Regions from separate parts of the Mus musculus genome. Here region 1 is linked to region 2. A link is a contact called in public promoter capture Hi-C data. All regions are on one chromosome and are shown on one strand. Each heading gives the region's core, a stretch centred on a gene start, on an enhancer-like site or on the middle of the called end of the contact. The rest is flanking DNA. Distances are from core to core; before and after follow the strand shown.

The links. Promoter capture Hi-C pulls out the DNA fragments that hold promoters and counts their contacts.
Region 1: a promoter capture Hi-C map of stem cell-derived epiblast-like cells shows a contact between it and region 2, with 3 times the contacts expected there. The contact joins the promoter of Tex44 here to the promoter of Itm2c in region 2. A contact is called at or near these places in 2 of 39 promoter capture datasets (HPC-7-derived erythroid cells and stem cell-derived epiblast-like cells) and 1 of 115 datasets of contacts at active chromatin or transcription factors (memory CD8 T cells).

The regions. Positions count from the first base shown.
Region 1 is chr1:86,424,983-86,427,696 of GRCm38.p6, forward strand. It overlaps Tex44 (testis expressed 44), which reads left to right and starts at 1,347. Exons shown (of 1, transcript NM_027966.1): 1 at 1,347-2,714. The coding sequence starts at 1,389.
Region 2 is chr1:85,893,133-85,895,832 of GRCm38.p6, forward strand. It overlaps Itm2c (integral membrane protein 2C), which reads left to right and starts at 1,378. Exons shown (of 6, transcript NM_022417.3): 1 at 1,378-1,657. The coding sequence starts at 1,532.

The sequences.
Region 1 (2,714 bases), core at 97-2,596, 530 kb after region 2:
CTCTGTGCTCTCAGCCACAACTGCCACCAAGCCTGCCTCCACCAAGCTAAGGACAATATCACCCCCTGGGACAAGCCGGAGCTCCTCCCCCTTCCCCTCCCCCCACCCCAGGCTAGACACTGTCCCCAGCCCACAGCCCGACTCTGTTTTCTGCTCTGCTGAAACTCCCAGCGGATGTCTAAGAGTCTGAGAACCCCACGGCCCAGGCCTCGTTGCAGGCCCAGGGACCCCTGAACCAACTCCAGCTTTTTCCCACCCGGGAGGTGTCTCAGCCCCGGCAGCAGTCACAGTGGCGGTGGCATGGAATAAAGGCAGTCAAACTCCCAGCGTTCCGCTTCCCCAAGAGGCTGTGCCTAGCAGTGGGGCAGTCATGGACCCACAGCCTTGCCCCTAGGAGAGAAGATATAAACATAGACCCAGTTCTCCCTAGGGATGCTGGGGTCCCTAGGGGCATCATCAGATGGTTGCATCTCCTCTTATCCCCAGGAGCAGGAACTACACCTAACCTGGCAACTAGGGTGAGCACAAACACACAAATAGAACCATCCACTCCAATGCTGGGGATGGAACCAGAGCATGCTGGGCAAGTGCGCTACACTCAGCCAAACCCAGTCCCCGGCTACCTTCTTCATACAGTGGGGTTATCTGGGGACCAAGCTCTTCTTAGGATTGCCCTGGAGTCTGTACCCATTAGTGGTGCCCTGCCCTCCCAGCCCAGATGAGCAGGTAGATTGTCCTGTGTCAAAAGGTTAACTCTAGCACTAAGGATAGCCAGCCTAGATGCCGCCCAGGCCCTGGCCTCCACTATTCCTCCTCATTGCTAGAAAAATTACCAAAGAAAGACCGGCCTGAAAGAAAGAAATTGGGGTCCTGAAGTAGCCCAATAGAATAGAGAGATGGTGGGAGGGATAACCTGGTATAACAAATGTCTGTAATCCTAGCTCTTGAGAGGCTAAGACAGGAAGATCAGAGTGGGAGACCAGCCTCAACTACATAACAAGAGCACTGATCCCCTGTCCCCAAAATAAGTTTAAAACCTACTAATTCAAACTCAGCATTACCTTCCTGTATCATGCCCCAAAGTACAGTTCCCGAAACCACTCACAGCCCTGCGGCTGCATCTGCACCTACCTACGTATCTCCATCTTAAACCAAGACAGTTATTCTTCATTTCCTCTGTACCCACTACTCTGGCTATGCAACACCACCTATAGTCAGCTCGCCAGGACAGCCACTCAGCAGACTCAGGACATTCAGGACCCTTGCTCTACAAGTACCTGTGACATCATCAGCTGCCCACAACCTGCTGTGACCTCACCACCTGGACAACTGAGCCTAGCAGGGCCAAGCCACTCCTTCCCAACCACCATAAGTAGCAGGGGGCATAGATGACCGCTGAGCCCTTGGAAGACCCTGAAGCCAGCAGCAGTTCTACACATGATCTTCCCGAGGCCTCCTCGGACAACACAGCTGATGAAAACTCTGCAGATTTACCCGGAGAGTCCGAAGGACCAGACTCCCTGCCCGATGACGTCCCACCAGGAGACATCGACGAAGTGCTAGCTGAACATGATGTAGATCAAACCTCTGAGGCGAAAGCCATCACCACAGAGCAAAATGAAGAGCAGGACTTCATTCGGACTGATACCTTCATGAGACAAGATGAGGACCTGCTCTCCAAGCAGATTTCCACCATCACGGAGAAAAATGTAGACCAGGCGTACATGCAGATTAACACAGTTTTTGAGCAGGATAAAGACCAGGCCTCCATACAGACTGCCACCTTGATGGGACAAGATGAAGACCAGGCATTTTTGCAGATTGTCACTTCTGTGGGACAGAATAAAGATCAGGCCTCCATACAGACTGCCACCTTGATGGGACAGGATGAAGACCAGGCATCTTTGCAGATTGCCACTTCTGTGGGACAGAATAAAGATCAGCCCTCCATGCAGATGGACACCTCCATAGGGCAAGATGTAGAGCCAGCCATCTCCACAGATACAGCAACTTCTGCAGTCAAAGATGAGAGCCCAGATATTCCACATCAGGGCCAGGACAATCCTGAAGAGACCACATCTTTGCTGCCCCAAGACCCAGGTATCCTGCAAGTGTTTGTGGGTTTCCAGAACCCAGTGTGGGACAGGCTAGCTGAAAACAACCGTACAAGTCGGAGCCGGACGGTTTCCCCGAGTGACTCCCAGACCCAGGAAAAGACACTGGGAAACCCGAATGTTCCAGAAGGGCAGCCAGTATTAGTTCCAAATGCTGACGTGCTATCTAACCTGCCTGAACATGTCCAGACTTCGGTGGGAGCTGCTGACCCACCCCCTTCCGATACCAGTGGTCGCGACCCAGAACCCACGCCTACCACCAACTCGGCCAAGCAGGAAGCTGAAGGGTTCAAGGCCTTGAACCCTGGGAGCAAAGCTAGATCGCCAGGGCTGACCAGTGAGGATTCAGCTGCTGACTCAGGTATCCCACCGGATCCACCTGACCCAGGCTCCCCAGGTGGCAGCCCACCCCACTCTCCAGATTTCTACCAGGTGGCCCTGGGCAGGAACCTTCTGGACCCCAATCTGTATAGACCTGATGTGGAGAACGACTACATGCGCTCCATGACCAGCCTGCTGGGTTGTGGAGAGGGCTCCATCAGCTCCCTCACAGACATCCTGGTGTGGTCAGACACAGCCACACGCATGGGTGTGGCTGTG
Region 2 (2,700 bases), core at 128-2,627:
GTGTACTATGTAGTGCTCATCAAAAGGTGACTTCAGCAGGGGAGGAGTCCAGTATTCCAGTAGACAGATGGCCCGTTCTGTGGACAGTCAGCCTCTTTCCCCAGCCATCCCTGTCATTGTCCAATGGGCCTATGAACAAGCGGCCATGCCGATAGAGATGGAAACTATACCTGGACTGGCAATATGGACTTCCACTCATTGAAGTGATCTGGTAACAGCTGCAGCTGAGTGCCAGATCTGCCACACCAGCAGTGACCGTCACTGGCCACCATTCCCTGAGTTGGCCAGCCAGCACCCTGGTGGCAGGTCACCTACATTGGACCGCTTCTTTCATAGAAAGGGTAGTGCTTAGTCCTTACCAAAGTAAGCATCTACTCTGGTAATGGATTTGCCTTTCCTGCATGTAATGCATCTCTCTATTCTCTCAATTCCTGCAGTGCCAGTGGCCTTCGCACCATTTACATCTTTTACCATTATACATTTTACCATTTATATTCTACTGCCTTAAGCTATGTATCTCCTGGACTGCCTGGTTCATACAAGATCTAAACCGAGATACAATGGTCTAGTGCCTAAGGCAACTCTGTCCAAGCCGTGACAGGTAGGAGAGGGCAGCAGAGCCTACTGGACTGTCCTCAATACGCCAGCAGAATGCTCGGCCCCCATTACCAGCACCTTTGTAGAACTGACGCCAAGCACGGCAGGCTCGGTGCTATCACAGCCTGGATTGGGAACAGCGAGGAGAGATCTAGGACTTTGTTGTCAAGAGATGGCCCTGCAACATAAATCTTGGCTTCTTCCTAATACCCGGTGATACACTGCAGGAGCAGAGTCCTGACTGGAACCCAAAACCTCTGGCCCAGCCCCCCGTAATTCTTGTCATATTTTCCAGTCACGATTCCACTCCTGCAAGGTATTGTAGGTCTTATGCACCTCAAGTTACCCACCTCCACTCCCTGAAGGTTTTGCAGGATGAAGGATAGAGAAAGATGCATGGTGGAGAATGAAGGCGGTGGGGATGGATTTAGAATTCAGGATAGAGGCAAGCAGTTAGGCGTCTGGAGTTGATGCCCCTTTCCAGCCTAACACATGTTGGAGGAGGAAAGCTTAGAACAGTTAGTTACTCTGCGTCTTCTCTCAACATAATCAAAGATATCGAGGAGGAGGGAGATGCAGTTTGTTAGAAGCACGTTGCCAGGCAACGTCGTGTTAAACTACATGTGAGGATGCTAGTCATGGGCAGGGAGAAGGAAGGGGTCCAAGCTCTTGCGCGACGACTGAATGAATGAATATAAGCAAGAGGTGGAAGGAAATCTCAGCATTCTTCAGCTACAGTGCTGCCCGGTGCAGTTCGGCGCAGGCGTCAGGTCCTTCCTTGGAAGGCGGGGCGGGACGCGTTCGGGGCGGGGACAGAGGCGAGGACTCCGGAGCCATCCAAACTTCCGGTGCCTGCGGCGCAGCAAGAAGCAGGCATTGCGATCGAGGTTGCACTGGCAGGGGCTGCAGGGAGCAGGCGCAGGTCAACGCAGCCATGGTGAAGATCAGTTTCCAGCCCGCGGTAGCGGGCATCAAGGCTGATAAAGCGGACAAAGCAGCGGCGTCTGGTCCGGCCTCGGCATCTGCCCCGGCCGCGGAGATCCTGCTGACGCCGGCGAGGGTGAGAGGCTCCGGGTCTCAGATGGGGGCGGGGCGGGGGTGGGGGGTCATCGAGGGACCTAGGCATTCCCCAGTGGCCGCCACGACCAGCGGTACCTCAGAGTCACGAGCGGAAGCGGGATGAGAGGTCTGAAAAGGCTGCTCCATCCGCATCTGGGAAAGGGTCTCAGGACCTTCCCCACAGCGGTAGTCGAAAGCAGAACTGGTCCTTAAGTGGGAACGCACACAGGGTCTTTTCCAAAAGTGGGGGCTTCTGGGCGCGAAGTTCCAAGATAAGGGAAGGTGGCGGACCCATGAAAGTTTGGGGAATGTTGGTGAAGGTTTGCGTCTGGTTCCAATCAAGGGGCAGGGGCCGGGAAGCCAGTCCCCGAGTGGGGGAGGGGAGGAGGGTTGAACGTAGTTTCCCCCAAAGCGGGGCCGGGAAGGGGGGAGGTGATGAGGCCTGATTGGTTGGGGAATTTGGTTGGGGAATCTCTGGTTAGTAACGAAAGGGAGGTGCCATTGTTTTGGTCCTCAAATGGGGTCTGTGGTGGGTGGAGGTTACTGTTGGAACTGGCAGACCTAAGTCAGTGATGAGCCTTCTCCCATTTCACACCTGCGGGCCCTACTTCTTAGCTCCTTCTCTGGCTTCCAGCTACGTTGTTACCATCTGCTGAGTGGGCTCCTTACTGCCCCAGTGCCCTAGACATCCCTATAGTCACTCAGTTGGCTTTGTGTGGACTGGCCTTGGTGTGCCCCGCCTTCCCCTGGCTGAGGGGATCCAGGTCATTTCCGCCATGGAAAACTATGCTATGTGGAGTGTGTCGGGGAGGACTCGTGGCAGTCACTGACTGGAAGGACTGGTGACGGAAAAGCGGACCCAGCCGAGTTTCATTTTGCTTCAGTAAGGGTGTTTTCATGGCCACTGTCACACGCCCCCCAGCGGTCCTGGGGCGCACCAAGCCGGGCCTTTCGATCCAGACCGAACCTAAAAAAGCCCCTTCCACTTCCTCCTCCCGGATCAAGTTTTGAAGCTCTGATTCTGCCTTTGCCTGGGCATATATG